Linked DNA regions of Mus musculus: all the other regions are linked to region 2. The links are chromatin contacts, called in public Hi-C and promoter capture Hi-C maps. All regions are on one chromosome and are shown on one strand. Each heading gives the region's core, a stretch centred on a gene start, on an enhancer-like site or on the middle of the called end of the contact. The rest is flanking DNA. Distances are from core to core; before and after follow the strand shown.

The links. Promoter capture Hi-C pulls out the DNA fragments that hold promoters and counts their contacts. A called contact is a pair of places that touch in the nucleus more often than the background predicts.
Region 1: a contact with region 2 is called in a Hi-C map of rod photoreceptor, with 6 times the contacts expected there. The contact joins the promoter of Zxdc here to the promoter of Kbtbd8os in region 2. A contact is called at or near these places in 1 of 39 promoter capture datasets (pre-B cells) and 1 of 484 Hi-C or Micro-C datasets (rod photoreceptor).
Region 3: a contact with region 2 is called in a Hi-C map of muscle stem cells, with 10 times the contacts expected there. The contact joins the promoter of Chchd4 here to the promoter of Kbtbd8os in region 2. A contact is called at or near these places in 1 of 39 promoter capture datasets (pre-B cells) and 1 of 484 Hi-C or Micro-C datasets (muscle stem cells).
Region 4: a promoter capture Hi-C map of pre-B cells shows a contact between it and region 2. The contact joins the promoter of Ccdc174 here to the promoter of Kbtbd8os in region 2. A contact is called at or near these places in 1 of 39 promoter capture datasets (pre-B cells) and 1 of 484 Hi-C or Micro-C datasets (CD4 T cells).

The regions. Positions count from the first base shown.
Region 1 is chr6:90,367,639-90,371,079 of GRCm38.p6, forward strand. Zxdc (ZXD family zinc finger C) reads left to right here and starts at 1,856. Exons shown (of 10, transcript NM_173002.3): 1 at 1,856-2,930. The coding sequence starts at 2,021.
Region 2 is chr6:95,116,166-95,119,732 of GRCm38.p6, forward strand. Kbtbd8os (kelch repeat and BTB (POZ) domain containing 8, opposite strand) reads right to left here and starts at 1,466. Exons shown (of 2, transcript NR_153843.1): 1 at 1,427-1,466. Kbtbd8 (kelch repeat and BTB (POZ) domain containing 8) reads left to right here and starts at 1,715. Exons shown (of 4, transcript NM_001008785.5): 1 at 1,715-1,809; 2 at 2,358-2,568. The coding sequence starts at 1,794.
Region 3 is chr6:91,471,615-91,475,037 of GRCm38.p6, forward strand. Chchd4 (coiled-coil-helix-coiled-coil-helix domain containing 4) reads right to left here and starts at 1,809. Exons shown (of 3, transcript NM_133928.2): 1 at 1,702-1,809. The coding sequence starts at 1,723. Tmem43 (transmembrane protein 43) reads left to right here and starts at 2,093. Exons shown (of 12, transcript NM_028766.3): 1 at 2,093-2,284. The coding sequence starts at 2,273.
Region 4 is chr6:91,875,952-91,879,524 of GRCm38.p6, forward strand. Ccdc174 (coiled-coil domain containing 174) reads left to right here and starts at 2,102. Exons shown (of 11, transcript NM_172730.2): 1 at 2,102-2,235. The coding sequence starts at 2,194.

The DNA.
Region 1 (3,441 bases), core at 606-3,105, 4.7 Mb before region 2:
CCTCTTGGGCCAAGTCTGCACAGTTGAAATCACTCACAGCAACAACATCTTCCCTATTCCTACTAGGATAGCTCATTAAACTCCATTTAAAGCATTACACGGCTTTCCAAATCCAAAGTCCCCAAATCCACATTCTTCCAAACAAAACCATGGCAACACCTATCACAGTAACACCCCAGGCCCTGGTACCAATTTCTGTCTTAGTTAGGTCTTTACTGCTGTAAACAGACACTATGACCAAGGCAACTCTTATAAGGACAACATTTGATTGGAGCTGGCTTACGGGTTCAGAGCTTCAGTCTATTATCAACAAGGCAGGAACATGGCAGCATCCAGGCAGGCATGGTACAGGTGGAGCAGAGAGTTCTACATCTTCATCTGAAGACTGCTAGCAGAATACTGACTTCCAGGCAGCTAGGAGGAGGGTCTTATAGCCCACACCCACAGTGACACACCTACTCCAATACCTTCTAATAGTGCCACTTCCTGGCTCGAGCATATCCAAACCATCACAGAGTGCATAAGCACATATACAGACAGGTAAGGTTTTTCACAAACAGATGTGCTATTTCTGTGCTCATTTTTTAAATGTATTTTTAATAGAAGCATACAGACGTGTCATTGCTGTCATTTGTTGTCAGTAGCTTTTGTATATCAGATGTGCTGTTCAATCAACACTTTTAATGCCAAAAACTTTTGCTCCTTGGAGAACCCATCCCTATTAGAGGCTAGCCCTAATTCCCCATCTCCCACTAATCTACTGTCTGTATAACTTAGCTCTTCTAGACATTTCATATAAATGGCATTATAGCACATTCTCTTTTGTGGCTGAAATATTTTTCATAGGTTTGGTCATGACATAACTTGCAAAACTCTGTAATTGCTCAAAAATATTCCACTGTATGAATATATATTCATCTGACAATGAACACTTGCATTGTTTCCCCTGGCGAGTTGTTGTAACAAAGATTACTATAAGCATGCAAGTAGTTTTTGTGTAGACATATTTCCATCCCTCTTCAGGGAGACACAGGGGGAGGGAGATACCCTTGCATTTTAAGGGGCAAATTGGTGGGAAATGGGGGTAAACCAGTGTAGGTGCAAATGGCAGGTTGGCAAAGTTTTAATAGTATTTGAACTTTCAGAAGACTAAAGCCTGACCTACAGAAAACAGGCTGGAGGCAGAAAGGACTGGAATGGGTGGGGGCGGGGAGACAGTTGGGTAAAGGTGGAGCGGAAGACAGGTTCCTTAGCTATTTGAGAACCTAGGAGTGAAATAAGTTTGAATTTGAGTGGTGATGACAGGAGTGGTGTGATTCCAGATGAATCCGTATGAGACAAGGGGGATTGTGGAATTCAGGGAACAACCAGCAACTTAGAAGGCAGACATATATCAAGGAAACACGGAATGTCTTTAGTGGTTTAGGTAGGGATCCCATCAGGACCTGCTACAGGGCAAATCAGGTCGGTGGCACAGTAGCAGCAGATAGACGCGCTCTTCGGCGAGGTCATAGAGAGATGACAAGCAAAGTGGAGAGGTTCAAAGCCTGAGTGTCAGTTCTGGATCATGTGGCCACAGGTAAACTTGACTTGTTTCCTTACACTTGGCAATCACAGGTTGAATTAGCTCGTATTTTCAAAGTACAGAGGGCACAGGAACTCTTAAGAAACGCAATCAGTTTTCATTCCTTTGCGCTACCCAGATGCAAAAGTAGGAGCCCAAATCTGAAGACCCTCTTTTTCCAAGTTGGGACTCCAAGCACAAGACAAGTTGGAGGCTCCGCCCCTGCTCCAGCCCCTGGGCTTCCTCGTGACTACAGTCCCGACAGCCCTCGCGCGCCACGCCCACGCCCACGGCTCCTGCGCACGCGCAGCTCGAGATGCGACTCTGGGCTGTAGTCTAAGCTCAGCTTTGACAGAGGCTCCCGGGGGGCGGACCCTAGGTGTCGCGCGCATGCCTGGCAGGGCTGGGCAGCTCTTCTCCGGTGGCTGCGGTTCGGACGCCTCAGCTGGGCCTAAGATGGACCTCCCGGCGGTGCTGGCCGCCCCGGCCACGCGCGGAGACCAACATGGCGGTGGCCCGAGCCGACTTCGCCGCGGCGCGGGGCCGTCCCTCGGTGCCGGTCCCGGGCGCCGTCGCCTGCTGCTGCTGAGGGGCCCGGAAGATGGCGGGCCCGGGCCGCGTCCAGAGGAGGCCCCGGGGCCCAGCCCGCCGCCCCCGGAGGACGGCGGCGACTCCTTCGTGGTACTGCTGGAAGTGCCGCGCGCGGCCGACACCCATGGTCAGGAGGAGGCCGAGCCCGATTCGGGCGCGAGCCCCACGGAACAGGTCCCGGCCGCCGCCCCCGGCGCAGCTCTGGCAGGCACGGTCACCATCCACAACCAGGACCTCCTGGTGCGCTTCGACCGCGGCGTCTTCACGCTGGCTGCGGCGCCCGCGCCAGCCGCCCCGAGCCTGCATCCCGCGACCACCCCGGGCCTGGAGCCCTCGAGCGCTGCTGCGTCCCGCCGCGGGCCGGTGGCCGCTAGCGCTGGCTCCCCGGCCTACCGCTGTCCGGAGCCGCAGTGCGCGCTGAGCTTCGCCAAGAAGCACCAGTTGAAGGTGCACCTGCTGACGCACGGCAGCCTCCAGGGCCGGCGGCCCTTCAAGTGCCCGCTGGATGGCTGCGGCTGGGCCTTCACCACCTCCTACAAGCTCAAACGGCACCTGCAGTCGCATGACAAGCTGCGTCCCTTTAGCTGCCCGGTGGGCGGCTGCGGCAAGAAGTTCACCACCGTCTACAACCTCAAGGCGCACATGAAGGGCCACGAGCAGGAGAGCTTGTTCAAGTGCGAGGTGTGCGCCGAGCGCTTCCCCACACACGCCAAGCTCAACTCCCACCAGCGCAGCCACTTCGAGCCCGAGCGGCCTTACAAGTGTGATTTCCCCGGTAAGCTGGAGACGCGGACCTGCCGGGGCGGGCGGGACCCGGCGGGGTCTGGACCCAAGGGCCAAACTGTCGCTTGTTTGGGCAGGGTTTGCGGAGGTCGGGGTGGAGGCGTTACGCGCCCTGATCTAAATGAGAATAAGGCAAAAACACTCCCGTGTTTGTTTTGAAGTCCCTTTCAGGTACTTAGATATGAAGCTCTGGGTTCCTACAGCCAAGTGGCATGCACAATCGCAGCTATCCGTGGGGAGGGTACAAACCTTTGTTAAGATGCTTACATTGGAAGTGACCTCTTCTCAGAGTTGAGTCAGGACTTTATTTTTCTCAGTCTACTCGTTCAACAATACCAGAGGAGTCAGAGGTCCAAGATACATAAATCGAAATATGCCACCTTAAAATACTGAGGGAATGAGCACACATTGGTGCTTCTCTGGTCCCTCTCCAGCCTCTCTGGAAGCCCCATTGATTAGAGGACACAGAGCTCCCAAGGACGCCTCGAACATTGGATCAGACC
Region 2 (3,567 bases), core at 216-2,715:
AACGTACCTAGGGAATAGAACTACTTTAAATCATTCCCACTCTATCAGTCACAGGTAAAATTTCAAGACCCCTTTAACAAGGTCACCTGGAGTTGGTGATGAGGCTCCCTGGGAGCTGGTAGTGTGCATGCATGGTGCCTGTGGTTCAATTTACAGCAATATACTAAATACATAAATAAAAAATAATAAAATATTCAACTGCTTGACCTAATGCTAGGAAAGTTACTACTGTGAACTAAGTCTCTACTGAAGCTTCCTTCCCATTCACTGATAAAGGGGTATCTGCAAGTATTTGTTCACTTCGCTTTCCATTCATCTTTTAAGTTTCTACAACTTGTCAGAGCATCCTGTTAGATGCCAGAAACAGGATGAGGAAATCAGAATAGATAACAAGGTGGCTGGGGAGATGGCTCCGTGATTAAAGTGCTTGCCATGCCGAGAGAGAGAGAGAGAGAGAGAGAGAGAGAGAGAGAGAGAGAGAGAGAGAGAGAGAGAGTTAATATCTCTGGGTTTCGATTGAGAGACCATGCTTCACTGTATAAGGTAGAAAAGCAGCGTTGTAGGATTTCTGACACCAATCTCCGGCCTCCACGTGCACCTGCACCGCCCCCCAACATGTACATCCACTCGTGCAAACAAAACAAAACAAAACAAAACACCAAACCACAGATACAAATGCACACACACAGAGACTCAGACAGACAGACAGACAGACAGACACACACACACACACACACACACAATAGGAGAAGAAAAAAAAATAGGTCAACAATAAAACCCCTGCTTTCTTGCAAAAAACTATGAAGTAGACTGAATGCCGAGTGCTCGCTGTTATAAGAGAGGTTCAAGGGCTGGAAGAGCTTGTGCAAGAGCCAGGGTTGAGCACGGTCCAGAGGAGCGCCAGGCTCAGCCTCTCTCCAGCATCTCTTCACAGGAAAGCCGGAGGCCCTCTTCACGTTCAAGAAGCCCAGGGGAAATCAATTATCCGAGTCTCCCTTGAGTACTCGAGCGCTCTTCGGTGTGACAGGTGTTTCCTGGTGTGCTAGAAATGCAAGCCAAGTGGATTCAGGTCCTGAGTGGCCATGTAACCAGACCCAGTTGATCTGTGAAAAGCGGGGCATGTGGCTAAGGGGATGCAATTTCAAGTGGGCGTTACAGGTGACTCATCAGAGACCTATCGATGGTGTGTGTGTGTGTGTTGGGGGGGGGGGGGTTGTCTTATATCCTTTGTATTTTTGGATAACAGCCCTCCTGACCATTTCCAACTTTTCGGAGTTTCATAGCCCTCGTGCAGAGCGCGTTTTCATACCAGAATCTAGTCACGGATAGGGAATTTGGGGTATGAAGACAATTATTTTTAAAGTGGAGTCGAGACTAGGAGAGAGGCCCTTGCCGGGGAAATTTGCTCAATAAGAGCTTTTCCTACCTCACTCCTCAGAGTGACAGTTCGCCTCAGCCAGATGACTACATTTCCCAGCGGGCGCTGTGCATCTCAAGGCACAGGCTGGCGGGCTCGGGGCGCTCCTCCGCCCAGCTAGCCAATAGAAATGCTCGGCTTGGGCCTCTGTCCGACTAGGAGCACGCGGGAACGGGGGCCTTAAAACTACATTTCCCGACGCGCTGGTAATCGCGCACTGACCAATCAGAGCCAGGTATTTTGAGGCTCGGGGAGGAGCCGACTCGGTCAGCCACCCTCATTGGCTAGGCAACGCTTAGCAGAGCCGGAACCCGGGAGCGAGCGAAACGCAATGACATTTCCTCTTTAAATAACCGGAGCCGGGGCCCCTGTAGTAATGGCCGCGTCGGCAGGTGGGTGGCGTGGTGCGGCCGCCCGCAGTGTCGGAGGAGGGAAGCAGGAGCGCGGGCGCCGGCCACAACCTGAAGCGGCGGCCTTAAGGCGGGAGGGAAGGATGGAGAGACGGCGGGCGCGGAGGCGAGGATGAATGGGGAGGAGGGCGGTGGGCGGCGCGCCCGCGAAGATGGGGCGTCTGGGTACCGGCCGCCCGCGAGGCGGTTGAGGGGTGCCCTGGCAGTCGCCCTCGATCGCGCTGCCCTCGGGAGCCTTCCGTCCCGCGCTCGACCCGGAGCCGAGTCCCCGCGCATCGCCGCCGCTGCCGGCTCGGCTGGCTCGCCTCACACGCTCCCTCCGCGAGCGCGGCGGTCCGGGCTCGCCGGGCTCCGGAGGAGCGCGCCGGCCTGGGAACTTGTTCGCCCTTGTTGAGCTCTCGGCTCCTAGAGCCTGTGTCGGCGCTCCTGTGCCCACACACGGACGTTTGTGTACGGGGTGGGGGGGAAAAAAACCCACGATGCCGTAAACTGGCTTCGAACTTCTTGTGGTTGTGCGATTTTTCTCCTAGATTTAAGTAAGTCTTCCCCAACACCGAATGGGATTCCATCTTCAGACACAGCCAACGATACCATGGATCCTTTCCATGCTTGCAGTATTCTTAAGCAACTCAAAACAATGTACGATGAAGGACAGTTGACAGACATTGTAGTGGAAGTGGATCACGGGAAAACATTTTCCTGTCATAGAAACGTTCTTGCTGCAATCAGCCCCTACTTCAGGTATGACGACGGTAGAAACTTATATATTACTATCCGTACAAGACTCCCTTTCAACCCAGTGTTAGCCACTTGATTGTGGTACTGAGTTGGGACAAATACATAAAGGCAAACCAGGTGTTTATTTTCTGAGAGTAGGTAACAGGTCTTGCTTGTCTTACTAATGAGCCCCTGTTTTGAGGTGGGATTCCAGAGTTTAGATAGTTGGATTTTAAGTTAGTGGACTTGTGAGGTATTCATACTATGTATGCTGCCAGCCACATTTGAAAAAAATTATAATGCTTTAAAATTAAAATCAGTGGCGACACTAAAACATGTCACGTGCACAGACAACTAAGTGTGGCTGGTGGCTGCTGTACTGGGCAACGGGGATATACAGTGTTTCAATCAATCATTGAAATGATCTAGAATTTTAAATATTTCTGATGTTTCCCCACCCCCCACCCCCGGTTTTTAGTACATAGGACTTTTTTTTTTTTTTTTTTTTTTTGAGTTTAAAACATAGGAACTTGCTCCTTTATAAATAAACTAGGATTTTAAGATTGTTTTAATGCCATGGAGTTTTGTGAAGAGTAGTGAAATAAAATACAGGTTATTTATGTCTTACTTTCCAAGATTCCCAGAAATAGTTCATGCTTTCTAAACTCTCTTTTTGTCCCTTTTGCCATAAAATGTTGAAAAGTGAAAGTTTTATTTGAACTCAAGTCTGAAAACTAAGTTTTTAGTCTAAGAACAGATGATTGGAATCGGTTTTGTTTCAGGTACTTCCTTCTAAAAGCCCTTCAGCATACAGAAGTGGTTCGTGAATGATAGGAAGACTATCTTGTCAGCCACACTCTTGCTCTATCTTTTGAGGTGCTTATAAGGTGCTTATCCATCCCACTGTAATGTTGCATTCATTAGTTTCTGGTCCCTCTTTCTCAGAATGCTGGGTCAAATACAGTTACATCAGTTTTGATATTGAAAATCGTTTAGACTTGCCTGGGGTAGGTCATTGAACCA
Region 3 (3,423 bases), core at 559-3,058, 3.6 Mb before region 2:
AAAATAGCTCTGGCTGTCCTAGAACTCAGAGGACTCCACACACCTCTGCTTTCCAAGTGAGGGATTAAAGGCATGTGCCACCACGCCCGGCTTTGGGCTGGTTCTTAAAGGATAAGTTAGCAATTCAGAGAGCTGGAGGAAGAAAGCACCTGACAAAGGGCACAGCCAGAAGAGCTGAGGAGCAGGAGGAAGAACATGAGACTGGAAGAATAACACCGCATGGTCTCCTAAGTCCTTACATACTATTTTTTGGTTTGTTTTTGGACAGGATCTCACTATGTAGCTCTGGCAGGCCTGGAACATGCAATTTATTTTACACTGGCCTTGAACTCACAGAGACTGTAGGTAGCGGCATGTGTTTTTAATTCCAGAATTTGGGACGAAGAGAAGAATTTGAGTTAGGGGCACATACTGAGACTGTCTCAAAAACGGAGAACCACTAAACACATACACACACACCTTTTGAACCAGGAAGAAGACGGGCTCTATGTTGCATTAGCAGCTGATGGACCCATCCTCCTTCCTGAAAAACCCGAGGTCTGTAAATCCATCAAGAGGGGTAGAAATGTTTATCTGCATAGCCTCCTTAACTCAAAGACTCGTCATCAACCTACCAACTAGGTTGGAGGAAACAAAAGTCATCCTAGGAATCCGCCTAACAGTGCTGGGTCAAGGACTTTCGTATGCGGAACACCAAGTGCTAACCAACAGAAACAGTCCTCGGGAGAGGCACCAATGATGATGCTGGGAAGGAGGGGGTTCTACAGCGGACTGGGGCCTTCTAACTGGATGTATGGCCTTGGGTGGATCACTTCCTCCTTTGTACCTCATGTTCTCTAGACTTAAGAGTAAAGGAGCTGAGAATTCTGGGTGAACCAAGTCTCTCTGTAGCTTTGTATTCTCAAGAGCCCTCCAACTCTTTCCTGCCTTGGGCACGTGCTTCGTGAATACCAGAGTAAATGACGCCTGATCTCTCAATTTACAGGAGTGGAAACTAGGGCCTGGCGGGTTTGGCAGCTCAGACATAAGAAGCCAGTCAGTGCTGGGAGACCTTAGAGCAACAGATTGGTCTGGATTCTTCTGGGTTGCTGCTTACAGGTAACAACAGGTAGTGAGTGGTCCTCAACGTGGCTAGAAATGACGGAAGAAAGGAAGCTCTTTCATAGCGGGTCCCGGTTTCGTGACCTGATGTGGGTTCCTGGATCGAGTAACCTGTCTTAATTTTCCGTTTGATAAGACGTGGACAGTAAGGGAACCCGACATATAAAAATGGCTACGTTAAGTTTAAAAGCGTGCCTAGTACACAGAAGGCGCTCACTAAATGCTCCTGCCAGATGCACTTCAGCACGCCCACTCTAGCCCAAGCGGTAATTTTTCGGGATAGCTAAAAAGCCTGGGCGGGATAGAACCACGTGGGGAGTGCTAGGAGCGACGGTGTCTAATTCCTAACAGTCCCCGATTCCCAGCCAGAGACAACGTGCTCCACACTGGCCAGGCCCACGTGAGGCCCTCCGAGGCCCGGGTTCGGGCTTCACCTTGACCTTGGACCGGCCTCGTTCCTCACGGAGCCTCTGCCTCTCTCGTCTGGAAACCGCCGCGTGAGGCCCACTAAAGGGCCCACAGCCGCTCGGTGGAGACCACTTGATCGCGTGTCTCTCGCAGGCCCGTCCCGGCCGGTCTCCATGGCAGCGCCCGACTCACCTTCCTGCCGGCAGTAGGACATGGTTGTTCCCGACAGTCCTCTGCAGCTCGCAGAGGCAGCGGGCGCGGCTGGAGCGGATACACCTTCTCGCCGTGACCTCCCTCGCCGCTTCTCAGGCCTGGCGGGTGGCACTGAGGCCCGCACAGACCCGCCCCCTCCAGGCCTGCCCGCCGCGCGCCTGCCTCCGCGCGTCCTAAGCACCAGAACCGCTTCTCAGTCGAAAACTACACTGACCAGCAGCCCTTGCGCCTCTCCAACTAGACCGATACTACATTTCCCAGAAATCTTGCAGCGCGCACGCGCACCAGTGAAATACAGTGGTTTGTAATTTTGTGGCGAACGTGTCAGACGTCGGACTACATTTCCCAGCAGCCCTTAAGATGCGCACGCGCAGACAACTTGAGGCTTAGGCAGGGCGGTAACTTTTGTCCTGCGTCCCGCCAGGTCCTGGATTCCACGAGAAGTCTTGCAGCTCTGTGGCAGACAGGAGGTCACCGTATTCTGCGTTCCGGTCGTCAGCCCAATTCCTAGCGGAATAGAGCAAGACGGCGGCAGCGAACCAAGCCCACCATGGCAGCGAACGTAAGTGCTTCCTGATGCCCGGGTGACACCATCATCCGGGCCGCTTTTTCCCTGGATCCGCGCTGGGTCTTACAGGGGTGCTACCCCAGTGGGTGCAGCTGCCCTCAGCTCTCTGAGCTTCTCCATCTCGGGCTGCGCGTTTGTGGGCCTCAGCAATTAGTCGAGTCCGCTCGTGCACGGCTGCTTCTTCCACTCCTAGTTTCTCTCTGGGCCCCTGGGGATACGAAACTTGGGGAACTTGGGGAACTGAAGGACCACGGGGAAAGTGTCTATTGGTGAGCAGACTGATGAGGTGATCCTGCCCAGGTGGAACTGTCCAGCAAATGCTTCTTTGGTCTTCGCTCCCTAGGGGGTGTGTACTCAAAGGCTGTGTGATGCTACTGTAGCTGGACTAGCCTGGCTGGATGACGTGGAGAGGGAGACTTTTCTCTGCTGCCGGGTTCCTGGTGCACTGATTTGGTTAGAGCCCCTAGCTGAGGATAGTTCACCCAGACCTCTGGCCTCTTCCTACTGCAACTAGTCCTTAAGAATTTTCCTAGTGAATCTTAACATTCATTCAACAAACGGAGCAACACCACCTACTAGGGGACTGGGTGTGGGAGAAGCCGGTGAGTCACCAGTGCCTCTGGTGAAAGCGCCTCTGAAGCCATCTCAGGAGCACTGCCAGCCCCAGGCACACCCTTACTCCCTCCTTGGTAGAGTGTCACTACAGCCCTCCTTGGGCCTGTTACACCCTCTTCCCAGGCCCCTCCTCAGTCCGGCAGACTTCACCTCCTGGGAGGCCGGAGTTTGTTTCACCCACTGTGCAAGCAATATCTGTTTGGCATATTGTCTGGCCCTGGCAGGGGAAGAGAACCAAAGGTTAGGAATGCTGCACTGGAGCCAGAGGAGAAGGCAACCAGCAGGCCAGCCTGGCAAGAGCAGGCAGACCCCTTCTGATCCATCTCATCAGCGTCATATCTCACCGTTCCCCAGAAGAAGACACCTGCTTGGGGGCTCGTAGCCAGCTTGGCATGCTACATCCCCAGCCTGGGAAGGTGCTGATGAGGGCAGACTTTGGAGACAAGCCCGGAGGCAAATCCAGATTCTTCTACTCTAACTCCTTTGGGTTTACTCTCTCATGGGATCAGTTACTTTGA
Region 4 (3,573 bases), core at 852-3,351, 3.2 Mb before region 2:
TATCTTTATTTGACAATGAGAAATAACTTGGGGACAGGATCACTTAATTTCTATATGCTGACTCTCCCATCTCTGGGACAACCAGACTTGAGGGCCCAATATTAGCCTTAGAATACAAGCAGCATCAGGCCAACCCAGTACAATTCAAGATGTGGTTTAGCAGACAGCACCCTGGAAAAGGGTACTGGGTTGCAGCTGCACTGTTGGGACTGGATAGACAAAAGCAATTCCAGACAGACTCAGCTGCTGGGAAGGCATCAAAGGAAAAAGATCTTTTAGAAACAGGATGTATGAGAATGTGTGGGTCTGCCAGGACAGTATTCTGGCCAATATCACATTCTGTGTAACAGCTGGGGAAACAAAGGAGACTCAATGGCTTATTTCTATTTCTCCCCAGTGCCAAGGATGGAACCCAGGTTCAGGCACATGCTAAGTATGTGCTACAATACTGAGCTATATCCTATCCTTTTCTAGTAATGCCTTTGTCTTGGGAGGTTTCTCATTAGTGGGGTGCCACTCTGTGAGAACTTCTATGGTGTAAGCTAACATAGCCAATCAGGAGATAACTACAGATTCCCCACAGGCATTCTACAGACAAAGTAAGACTGTAATAATGCCATACAGTCTTCTAGGGAAGGATATCTTTCTTCCTTCCTTTCTTTCTTTCTTTCTTTCTTTCTTTCTTTCTTTCTTTTTTTTTCTGATTTTTTGAGACAGGGTTTCTCTGTGTAGCCCTGGCTGTCCTGGAACTTATGCTGTAGATCAGGCTGGCCTTGAACTCAGAAATTCGCCTGCATCTGCCTCCCAACTGCAGGGGGCGGGGGGGGGGGAGGATATCTTAAAATTATTTCACTTACAACTTCTTTTTACCCAGTATTATTTTCATGACTTGAGGTATATATGGATACTTTAAAAATTACTTTAAAACAATTTGGCGCACACACACACACACACATATGTATATGTATATATATATATATATATATATATATATATATTCACCATTTATTAAAGATGAAAAACAATTTGTATCCTAATGACATGAATGTGCTTGTTTCAACAAAAGGAATTAAATATTGGCTAAACATTTGATACTGTAGGTCACAGAGCATCTTCAGTGCTTTTCAGAGTTGATTGTTTTGACTTTATCATCATCAATGTGGAGAACACTGCTTTGCAAAGATACAGCAAATTCATGTTTAGGGCCATTTCAGAAATTGTTGGAAATTTTGTCCTAAATCCCAGGTCAAAATTCTTTTAATTCTTTAGCAATTCAAATAGTAATTTCAAAATTAGAGTATTCTGGGGGCTGGTTGTGGTGGCACACAGCTTCAATCCCAGCATAAGGGAGGAAGAGGTAAGCAGGTATCTTTGAGTACAAGGCTAGCATGGTCTACAAAGCAAGTTCCAGGCAGCCAGGAGTACCCAGTGACCCCCAAATGAATGTATGAATGAATAGTTAAAATTCAAATATTCTGTTGGGCATAGTGGCTCACACATGTAATCCTAGCATTTAGGGGGCAGAGGCAGGAGGGCTGTTGCAAATTTGAGGCTAGCCAAGTCTACATAGAGAGTTTGAGGCCAGGTGGCTGTACAGTAAGACCCCATCTCAAAAAAAAAAAAAAAAAAAGCCTAAAAAGCAAAACAACAAACAAAACCAACAAAACAAATCACAAAACACCAAAAAAAAAAAACCAACATAAAACGAGTGTTTCTCATAGCCCATTCTTAAACAATAATTCCCACCACTACCAGTTTCATTAAATTCCTTTTGTTTTCATGTTGGAGACAGGAGTTTACTTAGCTCTCTTCATACGCTGCTATTCTTTTCCATCATCTAAGACTCTCCAGTCAATATAGTGTGTGTTGCAATGAAAGCTATCTTCCTTCCTTCTCTAGACGGCGACAATACTAGTCATTTTCACCTCACTTTCTGCTCTCTTCAAGATGGCCAATTGCGATCAATTCCAACCCTCTGACCTTCTCAAAATGACGACGTAGCGACTAGGGACCTCATACTGACGCTTTCAAGATGGCGCCGAGGTCGTAAATCCAAGTCGCAAAATGACGCAAACTCAGCGTCCCTATCAAAGACACTTCCGGTTCTGCTGCCGGGTGGGGGTGGCGGACTCGTAGGGTCTGACTGAGGCCACAGGGAGGCTGCGTCTTGGGACTGGACGCCTTGGCGGGACGATGGACCGAAAGAAAAAGCCTTTGGACGTTACAGCCTCCTCGGTGAGTACAAGTGTGGCTTAGCTCCGTGCTCCGCGTTCCCTCCGCCTGTCTCAGTCGAGAATGGTGACCTAGTTGTTGTCCCACGCAAGTCAGGGGCCTGGACTGCCCATCTGACAAGGATCCTGACCGACCCTTTCCCCGCAGAGACCCTCCTCAGCTTCCTTACTCACAGGATCCTGAACTCGGCTCCGCCAGGCGCCTGGGCTCCGTTCCCCTCGAACCCAGGCGGGTCTCGGACGCCATCCTCCCAGGGATCTCAGGGCGCATCCTGCGGGTCAGCCGCCGCCACAGCCGGCTCTCTGTCCGCAGGGACTTGGAGGACGAGCCCTTCCTGGGTTCTCCACTAGTCCAAAGCCCTTCTCGAGCACTGGGATATGATTTGTCTTCCCAGGGCTCCCAGGGTCCCCCCCAGCAGGATCCAGACAAGTTAGCTAGTGCCTTGTGGGATGGGGTACCCGGGCCAGTAAGGTCTGACAGGATGTAAGGAGTTTTGCTAACTTAACCACTCTCAGCAGAAAACTTGTAAACACTGTACACATTTTGTGTCCGTGCTTCATATGTGTGCTGCCATCGAGTCCTCAGAAGTGCTTTTGAGTGTAGGTGGTATTAATTGTCACTCTTAATGGATAATGAAGTTGACACCCAAAGGTGAATCCCGTTTTCCTCAATGTACACACAGATTTGTTGTGTGAGAAGCCAGGCTCAGTTTGATTGACTGCAAAATGGTGCCTTTTCTGATTGTTCAAAACATCTAATGTATCAAATTTTTTGTTGGAATTTGTTTTTTAATATAGAAAAATTGGTCTTAGTAATCATGTTTGCTTGGATTCAGTGCTTGCAAACTGAATTAATCAGGAAGTATATGCGCATGCGCTTAACTTTAGCACATAAGTGTCAGAGACAAGTGGACAGAGGCCACTGTAAGTCAGAGGCCAGCCTGAGCTACATAGTTCCAGTATAGCCAGAGCTACACAGTGAGACCCTGTCTTTAAAAACCAAACCAAAGTTAACTTGTCTGGAGGATAATGTTTTTAATAATTATAACACAAACGAAGTCCCGGAATTGATTGGTCATTTTGTGATTCAGATGTAGTTGTAGAATAGAAAGATATATAGCTAGGTAATTGATACATTTACAAAGTTAAAATCCTCCTCTTCCTCCTCCTCCTCCTCCTCCTCCTCCTCCTTCTTCTTCAGAATTTTAAATATTGGGTCCTGGAATGAAACTCCTTTACATTGTTAACATCCCTGCCAATAGTACCTTTAAGTGGATTTCTTTCAAATAGAAATTACTGAACTCAGTTATTTAAAAACAAACAAACAAACAAACAAACAAAA